Regions from separate parts of the Hordeum vulgare genome. Here region 1 is linked to region 2. Evidence: chromatin contacts called from public Hi-C data. All regions are on one chromosome and are shown on one strand. Each heading gives the region's core, a stretch centred on a gene start, on an enhancer-like site or on the middle of the called end of the contact. The rest is flanking DNA. Distances are from core to core; before and after follow the strand shown.

Region 1 (7,581 bases), core at 1,852-4,351, 480 kb after region 2:
TTAAAGAAACATGGCAATAGTCACTGATATAGCCATTGCACGCTGCGTTGCATTGAGGCGCCGATCATACATTGCATTGGAGCTTCATCGGTGTCGTCGGTGCTACGATGGACCTTTGCCGGAGTTACATTGAAGCTTCACTAGAGTCATCGGTACTGCGTTTGCGCTCTGTCGAAGTTGCATTGAAACTTCACCGAAGTTGTCGGTGCTGCATACGATCGTCGGTGCTGCAATGGAGCATCATGTTGTTGACAACGTGGTGTTCGATGTTGTGATGGAGCATCGCCGGGGCCATGGAGGTGTTGCGATGAATGAGAGACAAGGTCAGGGGTGGACCTCGTGGATATCTAGTGAAGAGGAAGACGTGCTGCTTAGCCTTACGATCGAACGGCCCGTGCCCGTGCGTCTATTGGACGGCTCATGAGGTGGATGATTTTTACAGAACATTATCCGGATGATTTGTAGTAGCACTGCTCATAAAAAAACACCACAAAAGATAGTCAAAATGTCCGTTACGGTGATGCACCCCACCTATGATGGAGAGTCGTGGCTGCTGTCATGGTAGTACCTGCTACCCTAGTCGTGCGCCACCCACCCTGTTGCATCGTGAGCAAGTGGCCGTCGTGCGCGCGCCTTTACCCCGAAACCGAATGAACGGAACCGGCCGTATGCACGCGTCTATCTTCGTAACGTAATGCCACCGCCCTCGAGTCCTCCTACTACTATCCTATAGCAGCACTAGAAGCAGTAACTTGCTGCCAGCCATACAGGAGCAGGCCAGGTTCCGGAACGTACTCTACTCTACTCAGCACAGGTCGAAAATTTGAAACCTATGGGCGCGTCAGCCCAGCCCCAGACCAGACGCGCACACCGACCAACCCAACCCAAACAAATTCATTCGCCGAAAAGAGAGAGAGAGAGAGAGGGGCTCCCCACCTGCCCCGACAAGCGTGCAGTGCACCGCCTCTGCTTTCCCGGGCGCCATCAGTGCGATCCATCCATACGCAGACGCAGACGGTCAGAACTCAGGCACCGCACGGCCCCGGGGAAGTTACGCGCCTTTACTTTGGAGCCGTAGCTTGCGAATGGAATCCAATACGAGGTGCATGCAATTTCGTCACAATCGAACAAGATGACCCCTCGTAGTATTTTTTTTTTCAATGGAAAGGAGGAGAGCTTCTTTTGCTCACTCTTTTCGCGCGTGACGATGACGACCGACGCAAAAAAGTTGGCGTCAATAGTTACTACCACGCCCATCAATCAAAGATTCAAAGGAATGGAAGAGAGAGAGAGAGAGAGAGAGAGAGAGTGTGGGGGATGAGATGAAACATTTCTTCGTTATCAAAATTGCCTTCAAGCATGAACGACCTCTGTTGGATCTGTGTAGTACTGCCCACCGCCACCGTCACCGTGGGCGTGGGCGTGGGCGTGGGCTTGGGCTAGACGAGTATCATCTGGAAGAAGAGGTCGTTCCAGATGTCGATGGGACCGGGGAGGCACCAATGGATGCAGTCGTTGTAGAGCTGCACCTTCTCGTTTGGCCAGTGCCCGTACCGGCTGGGGTGTCCGTCGGGCCGCATCAGCATGGCGGCGGTGGCGTCCATGAGCATCATCCTCAGCCCCTTTGCCCTCGCCGCCTTCTCCGCGGCGCGGTACTCCTCCATCTGCGCCGTGTAGAAGCGCAGGTCCCGTCCCTCCATGGCCACCGTCTGGTTCCCCCGGAGCGGCTCCGTGCGCCTGCAGTTGCCGCCCTGGTCCCACGTCCCGTTCTCGAAGTGCGACATGGGCGACAGCATCCGCACGATCACCCGCCCCTTCACCTTGTCCAGGGCGTTGATGGCCTGCAGCGCCACCCGCCACGCCTTGCGCTGCGAGTAGTAGAGCGTCAGGTCCGGCACGCCGTACTGCCGGCTGCAGAAGCTGCACCCGATCAGCCGCCGCTTCTCGTAGAAGAGGGAGGGGCGGGAGAACCAGTTGGCCGCCGACACAAGCACGTAGTCGAACCGCGGCACCTGCGACACCCACTTGTCGTCCGGCTCGTCAAGGTAGAGGCTGTAGTGCCCCGTGTGCGCCGGGTCGTCCTGCTCCGGCTCCCGCGCCCGCACCAGGAACGGCGACCAGAACATGTTGATGGTGAAGTTGTACGCCCGGTAGTGGTACACCTTGTTCTGGTCCGTCGGGTTCGCCGAGACGTCCTTGGGATACGCCACCTGCACTTCGAAGGTCACACTCCTCAGGTCTCAGGCGAATGCGCAAAAAACATGGCATGGCAGCCTCAAAGGATGTTCTTGAGAATGAAAATGTACCTGTGAGAGGAGGCAGAGGAGGGACTGCATGTGGTTGCGGGCAAGGGAGTCGCCGACGAAGGCGAGGGACTTGTGGCGGACGAAGTGGAGGAACTGGACGGGGTCGAAGCGCGGCAGCTCGCAGCCGGAAGGCCTCCAGCGCCACTTGAGGAAGCCGAGGTCGGGGCGGCCGTACTTGAGGCAGTTCTGGTGCTCCTGGATCATGCCGCACGTCTTGTGGGTGTAGTAGGGCGCCTCCGCGTCGGGCACCCACTCGCCGCGGAAGATGTCGCAGTACTTCATCACGCTCACCACCGGCGCGGACGACGCCAGCTTGGTGGCGCGCGGCACGCTCACGCCGGTCAGACCGAAGTACTGCGCGTTGGTCAGCAGGATGAGGATGGCCAGCGCCGAGAAGTAGACCGGCACAGGCCCGAACAGGACCTTCACCAAGAAATGGAGCTTCATCTCCCCCTCCCTCCCTCCTTCTCCCCCGCTCTCGCTGCCTGTCTTAGGCTCTTAGCTAGCTACTACGTGTACACCTATTATCTACTTACAGCAGCTTGCAGCAATTGGCAAGCAAGAAGAGGAAAGACCATGGATATCTGCCTAGCTTAGCTTGGTACTGCACGAAGGAGAAGAAGAGGCAGCGCACGAGGAAGGGGATGATGGATGGATGGATGGCTCTTTTTTGCCTTTGCCCGGCGGTGCTTGCTTTGCGCACCCTGTCTGTGAGGCAGAGGTGCCGCTTCTTGAAGGCGGTGGACGCGGAGGAGGAGAAGAGAGTAGGTGCGCGGTTCATTTCAATATTGACAGGTGGGCTCGCCGAGGAACATGTCTGTCTTTTTCCATATTTAATAATCAGCTCGCAATGTACTCGTATGCGAGATTTATCTATAGCCGAACTCGGACACCCACACGCGTCCGCACAAACCAAGAACAACTTCAACCGCACGATTTATTTGTTTGAGCCAAATATATTTGTATGGAAGAGTATTTATAACTGTATTCGTCCACAAAAACTAATCAACAAGGTTTAAATAATACATTATATAATCAGATACCTCAAATACGTATTTTTTTTTGCGAGACACCTCAAATACGTATTGATAAGCTGAACTCGCCCGGTTTCATCATGCTCATGCGTGTTGGTTGGTCGCGATCCTCGTAGTGTCGGTTCGATCGCCGGCGAGATAGAATAGGACATGGGAGTCGAGGGAGTCGACCTCTCACCGTCTTTCATGCTCTACTTTTCTTCGTTGTAGCCCGTACCCGGACGGTGTTGGCGGAAGTGAGATCGATGACGGATCCCTCCTGAGAGGAGCGGATGTCCACCACGACGCGGTTGCGGCGCCCATACTGGTTCACCATACGTTCACTCCGACTCTCTAACATCCGTCGTCGCGAGGGCCTCCATTGCCTCATGCGCCCGCTGCCTACACGCCATGTTTGCGTCTGCTGACGTGCCAACAAAGGGGTTGCGCGTCCGTCACATCGTCCAGATGTCACACGGACCACAACGCTTTCGGTGAGGCAGCGACACCAAACTAATGAACCGACTGTGCGGACGCAATGGATTTCCGACGTTGCGAGTCTGATCGATGTCGTAGGGCCGTGATACTCGTGATCTGATTTTGGTTTTCCGTGAAGAGGAACGGGTTATCGCAACACAATGTGGGTAAGTATTTTTCGCAGTTATGAAACCAAGGTTTATCGAACCAACATAAATATCAACCACAACCGTCTTCAACGACTGCAAAAAAAAACTTGCATTCAACGCGGGCAAGAGTGTTGTCAACCCTCTTTGTCTTGTTATTTGCAAGCAAGTGAGGTGTAGATAATTATAGATATCAATATAAAATAAAAACAAGTAAATGACAATAAGGTAATAAAGATTTTATCAATATGTTGTGCATAGACCCCGGGGCCATAGCTTTCTCTAATGGCATCTCTCATAAAAATAGCACACGGTGTGTAAACAAGTTACTGTTGGGCAATTGACAGAAAAGCGGAGAGTTATGCAATATTCGCGGCAATGATCATGTGTATATATGCATCACATCCACAAACAGATAGGGTTACTCCTGCGTGCACCTATTACTGTTACTCCACTCATCGACCGCTATCCAGCATGCATCTAGAGTATTAAGTAAAACAGAGTAATGCATGAATAACAATGACATGATGTAGACAAAGTAAATCGAGCAATATGAATAAACCACATCATTTTATTCTTAATAGCAGCAACACAAAGACGCATCTTGCCCCTTTCTGTCACTGGGACATAGAAATTCGTCACGTTGAACCTACTACGTCGCACCTCTCTTACCGAAGAAATATTGATCTACTTGGCCAAACTATTTCAATATATCACACAGAATTACGAAGATATCATAATCAAGCACATAAGAATCATATAAGCATGCAGAGAAGACTCAAATATTTATCATGAATAATCTGAACATAAACCCAGAATTCATGGAATCCCAACAAACGCAACGCACAAAAGGAATTACATCATATGGATCAAAGCAAAGATGTGAAGATCATTGTATTGAAGATCAAAGAGAGAGGAACCACCAAAAAGTTTCGGGGCAATTGGACTTCGTTTAGTATGGAAAATCTCAAAAGTGAAAAACACCCAGAAAACAACTACTCGCACTAGTTCAATAGGTTAGTGCTCAAATATAACATAAATTGGTAAACAAACACCCCACAAGTATTCTAGAATGATAATATGTCAACATGGAACAATGAAAAATTATAGATACGTTGAAGACGTATAAAGCATCACCAAAGCTTAATTTCTGCTCATCCTCGAGTAGGTAAATGATAAAAACAGAAATTTTGATGTGACATGCTAACAATGATGTAACCTTATGCATGTATGCTTATTGAGAAACGATGAATTAATAAACATTAACACAACAATACTTATAGGTATAAGTAGCAAATCATTAATTTTTCAAATTATACGATCCTTAAAGATTGTTTTCCCCATAATCCATCTTTATTATATTAGCAAGCCATGGCTCCATCTTCACCACATTAATACAAATGTCAAGCACCACGGTGTCCAAGTCACGCAATTGGATTTGTACTTTTTTAATGTGCATCAACTTTTTATTCTTCACGCAATAGATGAGCGTGAACCATTGAACATAGCATAAAGGTGGAATAGAATACGATGGTAGGTTTCAAAGGGATAAAAGTGGAGAAGATAGTCTCACGTTAACTAGGCGTACCAACGAGCTATGGAGATGGCCGTCAATATATATCAATGCGAGGAGTAGGGATTGACATGCAAACGATGCACAAGAGTTATAAGTGTATGAAAGCTTCGCTGAAGTTAAGTGGAATGTGCATCCAACTTGCTTGATCATGAAGACCTCAGGCATTTGAGGAAGCCCGTTGAGAGAGAGAGTTTGAGCAGAGAGATAGGATATGAATGAACGAAAAAAGAAAACACAAAAGAAAATGGATATATTAGATGCATGTATGTATGTATTATGTATGTACGTATCATGTATGTATCATATATGTATGTGTGTATGTATTGTGTATGCATGCATGTATGTAGAAGAAAGAAAATATATTATGTATATGTGTGTGTTGTGTTGTGGTGAGACCGTTGGCTCACTTCCATGTGGGGTCAACCCCCCACTCCCACTAGCAAGGGGACCACGAAACTTCCCCTATAAAAATGTTAAAAATAAATAATAGAAACAAATATAAAATATGTATATTTTTTATTAATAAAATAAATAAGTAATTAATTAGATAATTAAGTATTAGTAATAATGATTATGGGTAAAATGATTAATTAGATAATATGTTAATTAGGATAACTAAATTATCCTATTAGAATATGACACCTAGGTCCCCCAATAAATTAATCTGATTAATTAATAAATTAAACCTAATTAAAAAATTGTGTCTATGACACATGGGACCCACTGGTCAGTTTGACCATTCAACTGTTGATGTGAGCATGACATCTTGTTGATGTCATAATAGTATTTAATAATTAATTAAATCTGTTTTTAATTCCTAATAATTGAATAAAACTTTAGAAATTAATATTAAATAAGCAGTAAGTCAGATCAAAATATTTTCAACATGAAAGTTAATCAGCACAACGAGACGAACCAGGATACGCGGTCCATTCGTTTGTCACGCGTCCCTAGCATGACAAACATGGAACATTTCCATCATTTTTCATCTGTCCCGTAGTAGCCACAAACCTGGAAAATATCGTCAGATATTCTTCTGACCCGTGTGCGACATGTGTTGGTGCGTTAGTTCATGCCTAGCGCTGCCTTTAAGCCACGTCTTGCTTTGTGATGCTTTTGTTTGTGCTGTTATTTATTGTGTTTCCCCTACGCTACTTCTTTTCCGGTAGACCCCGAGACTGACGCTGCTGCCGGGTACATCTACGCCCCTGACGACCAGCCCTTTGCCGCAGAGCAACAAGGCAAGCAAACCCCCTTGATCATCCCTATATCACCTATGTCTTTCTTCTTCCTGCTTGCATTAGAATTTTGTTAATGTTGTAGTTAGCTCCTATATCTGATGCAAGGCCTAATTTTTGATGAACTGCTACTTTCAGTACTGTACTTTTAATCTGCTTAGTATAGGTGGAGCAGTCATCCCCTCTGACCCCTAGTCCAGTTGCCCCGCACTGTCTTCAAGTATCGGTCCCTGATCGACGAGCCAGACCCGGCACATCACTTACACCCCCCTTAGTTGTGCTACGCTACACAGATACTATCGGGTACCGAGGGTGACACCTCGCGAAGTACTCCTAATGATATCTCTGTAATACATCTAGTCGGTCGTGGTTATCGAGGATGATTCCTCTTTCACCATTCCCGACGATGCCTCTGTCGTGCAACTCGTCAATTGTGGGACCCTCGAGGGTGATTCCTCTAAGTCCACCTTGACGGTTACATCGTTCGGAATGCAATGAGGGTGATGCCTCGGATCCCCCTGATGTTACAGCCACACAGTTACTTGACCATGTTACTGGGATCGTTGATGAATAGATGTTAGGCGGGTGGATTCCCGCGTGTTTGTGTCGATGACTTAATTAAAATGATAATGGATTTGGGTATTTGATCTGGGTTGGTCGGAGACCTTTTCGCACTAACCGGCTACGCGGGAAGAATTATGGGTACTCGACGTCACGGTATCAGCCGAAGCTCTTGAGACGTCAGCGATGTAGCGGCACGTGCCTGAGTGGTCCCGAGATGCATCGCTCTTGTATTAAGGGGTGCTAGGACCGACATCGGCCGCC
Region 2 (6,889 bases), core at 2,562-5,061:
GGTTAGGCTTCCCACAGGTAAAGTAATTTAGCTCAATTTTGTTCTCCTTCTTCTTCTTGAAGGTAGTAGTCCTGACAAGCTTGTTGATGGTAGGCTCGTTCTTTCCTTTATTCACATTCTATGAGTTTCTCTACATCATATTGACGCGAGATTGGCTCTCGCCCCCTTTCTCGTTAGTGTCTTTGGCCTGAGCGTTTTCTTCAACATCAAAAGACACTATCAGATTTTCAACTCATATCCACTATCTCTTATCCTTTAGAGTAGTGTCGAAACTCTTCCGCGAAGGAGGAAACTTCCTAATCATGCACCCAACCATATACTTGTGAGGTAAGATACATTTAAGGAGTCCAAGTTCCTTGTGCACCGTACCTCATGAGCTTGTTCAACTACAGACCAATTATTCATCATCTTGTAGTCATGGAAGGTCTACATGATGTACAGTTCACTGACTGAATCTGTTGCACCGACATTAGCATTCAGTGTATCCCACAAGTGCTTCCATTGTATGTGCATGCACACATCATGCAGACGGTCAACAAGAACACACCAAATGCATCCCACAAAGATAGTATTGACTTCCTGGAACTTCCTCCCATCTTCATGAGAGATTATCTCCGGCATGCGAGTACTAAAGTGGATTTTTTAACAACAAGTGAGAGCATGGAAAGCTAGTTCTCTATCTCTCCGTGCAAGATCACAAGAGTGAGAGGTTACCGAGACATGATCTCTCGCTCGCTAGTTAACTTGCATTCAGGGTGGAGTAGAGTGACGACGCAGATAGCAAGATGGGGCAAGAAACCCTAACCCGATTTTGGTGTGTCATGCGATCTCATGTCACGATAACAATCCAAACTACCGGCCAAGAAACCAAAAAATAAAACAACAAAAGAAAATTGCGCTCATGTAAGGCCACATACTAGATCTCAGTGGACTATTCATGTGAATGTCGTACACCCACGCCCTTCACCATGGCTCGATCCCGTGTCGGGTTCTCTTGCTCTCCTCATACACCCACGCCCTTCATCATGGCTCGACCCCGTGTCAGGTTCTCTTGCTCTCCTCATACATACCAATCACTAAGTGGAGCGAGGAGACTCCACTATATAAGTTGGTTTCACACTACCTTCACTAATTGTATGAGACTAAAGATTGCACTCCTCTTCCTGGCATTTATACATGGGCCTTTGGGATTTATTTAGGAGTTTTCAAAAAAGTACATGCTCATGGATCAAGCCCATTAATTCTAACATGCAAGATCATTCATATACGGGAAAGTTAGAGAGCAAGGACCTTAGCTATGATCAATGGCGTGAATAGAACTAAATAGATGATAGTTCACGATTTCCGCAACCCCTTGTTTATTTGACAACAAGGCATCGTTCATGGAGTTAAACCAATGAAATCTTTCGCTATTCGGATGTGGAAACTTATGGATTACTTGCGTCACCTCTTGTCGAATGATGCCCCAACACACTTTCACTTTGAAGAACACTCACGTGAAGCCATCAGGACCCGACGTCTTCTTGGAAGGCATATATGATATCGCATGAAACATCTCACGCTCAAGGATGTAGTCATCAATTCCCCTTAGGATCGGGTTAGCAAATGGCATGGCCTCCTCTAAATGGTCTCGGAGAAATGACAATGGACCACAGTCTCCTTTTTCATCATGTCGGTGATCCATCCATTGTTATGCTAATCTTATGAATGTGGTTCTTTCTTCGACCAGTGTTAGATCTCGTGTGGGATAATATTGTGTTCACACCCGCATCCTTGAGGTTGTTAATGTGCGTATGTGATCTTTGGAGAACCGCATGGCCAACGACTTGTCTTTGGTGTTCGTTTTTTATTTCAACCAGCAAACAAGCTAAAGAAGTACTCCCCCTGTCTTATAATGTAAAATCATCTTTTACGTTAATGTAGTGTCAAGAATGGTCATACATTATGGGATGGAGGAAGTACTTTGTAGTGTCAAAAATGATCTTACATTATGTATTATGTGATGAAGGGAATATTTTATAGTGTCAAATATGGTCTTACATTATGAAATGGAGCGAGTACTTTATAGTGTCAAAAATGATCTTACATTATGTGATGGAGGAAGTATTTTGTAGTGTCAAAAATGGTCTTACACTATGGAATCAAGGGAGTATTCTGTAGTGTCAAAATGATCTTACATTATGGAACGAAGAGAGTACTAATATGCTGTAATCGATCACGTGCGCCTACAAGCCAGATTTAACACCCAGAAAATACCGATCTGGTGGAGCCAAGAAATTCTCATGTGCCAAGTCTCTCCCAAATGGAATCTGGGGTCTATAGAAAAAAGAAGATTGTCTTGCATCTGGAGGAGCAAAGAGTTTGACCCTGGTTTGTTTCAGTGGATCACGGGACGATGCTACCAATCAGCAAAACACCAAAGAAAGAAGTGGAACGCGAGATGGTGGCGGATAGGGACAAGTGGTGCCCCTCTGCGCTGTCGCCCATGGCGCCTGGTTCCCACACCCACAACCCCCGCCCCAACACCCCCCACGAGAGCTTTGTGGGTTTGGCTACGCGGACGGCGGGGAGCTACTTTCTACTTCCATCCCTTGGGTCTTGGCTTGGGAGAGGACACAAACACGCTGTTCCGCCGGTGGTGCCCCGAAGCCAGCGGCTGGGGCACCAAAAGGCCATCACAAAGCACGTCCCTTTTCGAAAGTGCGTGCGGCTGTGCATAATCTATCAACCACTCGTCGTTAGGGAACTACTCCTACTAGTGTCAACAAAACAGTTTGGCCGATTCATGCTTTCACAAGTTATCACTACTACTAGTAGAACCTAACCTAACCAGAATGTCGTGTGTGCTACAGTACTTTCTTCCGCGTGCTGATGCGGTACAAGACTAGAAGGGAGGAATCGCTAGTGACTGACACCAAATCTGAGCTGGAATGTACAGGGACGGCACGGACCTGGAACGTGACGGTGGACACGGGGTTGCCCCTGCTGTAGCTGGTCCTGGAGGCCGGCGCGGCCGCGTGCAGCATGCACACCAGCGACTCCCACTGGTTCAGGCTGATGGAGTCCCCCACGAACAGTATCTTCTTCCCCTTCCATCTGCTCAGCAAGTCTCGCCCGTCGAACCTGGTGCGCAGCGCGGCCAGCCATGAGCGATGCGCCGTCTCGTCAGCGACCTTCCATTGAATCGCGGCATCGCGTGCGTGCGTGCGTGCATGCATACATACCTCGGGAGCTCGCAGGAGGCGGGGCGCCACCGGTACTTGAGGTAGAGCTTGTCGGGGCGGCCGTACTTCTGGCAGTCGAACTCCGGCTCCACGAAGGGGCAGCTCGCCGCGTCGTACACCGCCAGCGCGTCGTCGTACGTCCAGCTGCCCTGGAACATGTTGCACGACGCCATCCCGCCGTTCGCGCGCGGACCCGGTCGGTGCTGCTGCCTCGTGTTGCCGTGCCTCGGCTTCGACGGCAGCTTGTGCCGGATTGCCAGGGTGGACGTGCTCTCCGCGGCGGCGCCTGCGTGCAGCGAGCACGCCAAGGCCGCGAGGAGGAAGAGGCATAGCTTGTGCCCCGGCCGCTCGGGGGCCATTGCTCGCTCGTCGCTATGGAGTGAGGAGTTGAGGACGGCGGGGCAGAGTGAGCTAGCTAACCAGTCAGTGACAGTGAGCTTTATAAGGTGTGGGACGAGATTTACGCCTTTTATCCGGTCAGCTTTTCCGGGCAATGTCTCGGGCTAGATTCTTGCTCTCTCTCGCTTGCGGGTGGGGGTTGCACCGACGGAACCAACTTCTCTCATCGGCCTGACGATGCTCTGCCAATCAGACATGGTGGTACCGGACCGGGCGGGCATTGGCCCAAATCACTGTCTCTCGAACGCTACCAGCAAACCAGACATCATGTTCGTTCGTCCGGATACGCATCCAAAAGTCGGTCATTCAATGTTATCTGCATACAATTTAATGTTATCCGCGTACAATTTAAGCTAAGTTTGAATAGACTGAATGAAATTCATGCAAACCGAATATTTATACAAACCGAAATACATTCATTACATTCCGGACAATTTTCATTTAAAAAAGAGAATGTCGGACCTAAACCTGGATTACGAGGGCGTCAATCATCCAAGTCCTTTTTGTTTCCTTCTGACGGCGACATTCTTCATCGGTTGTCTCTCTGAGGGACATCGATAAGGCTCGTGAAGTGAAAGTGCCGCCGTCCACGAGGAAGAGTACAATATGGAATATGGACGAGCCCATATAGGACAAAAGGCCATGTCGCCTCCCATGCCCTACTCATTCTCGACAGAGTCTGCGACCTATCCATCGCCGGTGGACGTGGGGTCCATGATGGAAAAGAATCCCCCCCTCCCCGTTGTCGGCTCTCACCGACACGACCAAACAATGTGTAGGACACGTAGCTGGCGTTCTCTTCTGCGATAGCGTGCGCAGCCAATGCCTCCTCCGTGTTCGATTGTGCGTTGCAAGCGGCGGCTTGTGCACAAGTAGGGGCTCCACACGCCCTACCAGCCAGCCCTAGGGCAATGTGGATAGCGTGGATGAAACTCATGCAAACCGAATATTCATGCAAACTTGAGTACATTCATCACATTCCGGACAATTTTCATTTAGAAAAAAGGAGGTCGGACCTAAACCTGGACTATGACGACATCAATCATCCAAGTCCTTGTTGTTTCCTTCTCGCGATGACGTTCTTCATCAGTCGTCTCTATGAGCGACGGTGATAAGATCCGTGAAGTGAATGTGCAGCCGTCGGCTGTCGGAATCGGGGCTCCGCAGACCCAAGAAAAAGGTTCGAACTCTGGGGTGCGCTCGCCTTCCTACCCTATTCTTCCTCTCAACTTCACGGCGACCCTCCGGTGGCTCTAGCTAAGGGAAGCGAACTCGGTTGCACGACAGTTTACCCAGATTCGGGCCACCTTGTGGTGTAAAACCTTACTCCTGCTAGTATAGATTTGTTGAGGTGGAAGACGAGTACAAAGGCAGATTCTTACCCTAGTTGAGATAGTGGGGGGCTGATCCCCTCCCATGGAGGCCGGGCCTCTCTCTTATGCTCGCCTTGGTCCTCTTCCCCGAAAACACAATTGGTAGGGAGGGTAGCCACAACAACCATTTTGAAAGGGGACAAGACTGCGGCCCTCCCTAACAAAGGTGGTCTTCACCTGCAAAAGCCCTTCTCCATCATGCGTTGGCGGGCTCGGGGGTGACCTCCGTCCTGCCGAGCCCCCAGCTTAGCTCACTTGCACAGATCGGGAAACCTTTGGGGTTGCTTTGGGAACCCGCAACTAGCTTGGCTCCCTTAACACCAAAGGGGAAAGCTTCTCTGTCCGCGCCCGCTGGCACCGACTACTGCGTCGCCTGCGCAACCTGCATCACCCACGGTGAGGCGCAGGACCGTGGGGCCCTGCCATGTCGCCCTCGACAAGCCCACCTCAAGAGAGCCTCAAGGGTGGCATCGAGACGCGCCCTTGCAGCGGGCGACCCCTCGCGAGGGTCTTCCTTGCCGAGCTTTCCGATGGGCCGAACCAGGCTTGCCCAATTGCGTCGCGTCTGCGGCCGCAAGCCAACGAGCCCGAGTACCCTCAAGACCGTGTTGTGCACGACTCCGCCTGGTGAGGGTGAAGCGACGTGGGCCCCAATCGCCTGCGGGCCCGGCTCGACGCGTGGCACCCGTCGTGTCGTGGAACTCTTCCTTCCCGCAATGCTTCGGGAACCGCTCCGAGTGAATTGATGTAAAGCCTCCGCACAACGTCTGCCATCATTGCTCTCTTGACCGACGCCACCCACTCGCGCCAACCTTATTGCATAAGACTGCCCGTGGGCCCGCGACACACAAGGAGCGATCGATCGGGGGAATGAGGCGATGCAAGCCGTAACGTTCGCATGCCAGTCATGGCACGTGGCGCACGATGGAGTGCTTGTCGCCTCCACTTCCCACGACGCCTCGGGGACCGTGGCCATGGCTATAAAACCACCACCCTTGGGGGGAGGAGCCGCCACCACACTGGTTCTTCCTTCCGCCTAGGCTTTTCTTTCCCTTTCCCTTTCCATCAAGAATCACGCTGCCCTGAAAAGGGCGTCAGACGTTTTGTAATATACCTTTGTTTTGAGTAGTGGATGCCTGTTACTCTTGGTGTGTCCTTGCTCCCTTCATGAGGTCCTTCGCTACCCCTCGCGTGTTTCCTATGTCCCAGCCGGGGCCCCCGTGGTGCATGGTGATGACGAGTTGATGGATATACTTCTCGCCCCTCGTTGGTTACCCCAAGTGGAAGGTGGAGATGTAGTCAGCATCAAATTTCCCTTACACGGGGGTTGTAAGGTTTATCGAACCAGGAGGACTCCAAGGATCAACAAGTAGGTGTTCGCTGCTCTGGCGCTAGCACAAGACGTGGACCTGCACACACAAAAAATAACTTTGCTCCCAACGAGTTCAGAGAGGTTGTCAATCTCTTTGACTTTGTAGTTTGCAAAGGATCAAAACACAAGCGGGAATAGCGATAGTGATAGCAACGGAAAAGTAAATAAAAGCAGTAAATGATGGAGGTGTAAACAATGGTGGTAATATGGACCAGAGTCACATGATGTTCACTAGTGATGTCTCCCTCCCAAAAGACGATAAACAACTATATTGGGTAAACAAATTACAGGTGGGCAATTGACAAAATTATAAATGCACCGCAATGCCAATCATGCTACTAGAAAGTTAGAGGCTCAAAAGTAATGGGCAGTACGCCAAGACAAATAGACCGTTTATCCATCAGCATCTACTCTCTAATCATCCACCTTGAGATATCTATCGAGAACATCTCGCTGGTATTAAGTTGCGAGCCCCACCCAAAGTGTCAACTCAAAGCAACGGACAACTGCATTAAAGAACT

The links. A called contact is a pair of places that touch in the nucleus more often than the background predicts.
Region 1: a Hi-C map of seedling shows a contact between it and region 2, with 2.7 times the contacts expected there. The contact joins the promoter of LOC123443992 here to the promoter of LOC123443990 in region 2. A contact is called at or near these places in 2 of 6 Hi-C or Micro-C datasets (leaf and seedling) and 1 of 1 datasets of contacts at active chromatin or transcription factors (embryo).

What each region holds. Positions count from the first base shown.
Region 1 is chr3H:403,196,928-403,204,508 of MorexV3_pseudomolecules_assembly, forward strand. LOC123443992 (protein trichome birefringence-like 19) reads right to left here and starts at 3,102. Exons shown (of 2, transcript XM_045120582.1): 1 at 2,307-3,102; 2 at 1,229-2,210. The coding sequence starts at 2,753. The coding sequence ends at 1,440.
Region 2 is chr3H:402,714,491-402,721,379 of MorexV3_pseudomolecules_assembly, forward strand. It overlaps LOC123443990 (protein trichome birefringence-like 38), which reads right to left and starts at 3,812. Exons shown (of 5, transcript XM_045120577.1): 1 at 3,225-3,812; 2 at 2,952-3,123. The coding sequence starts at 3,583.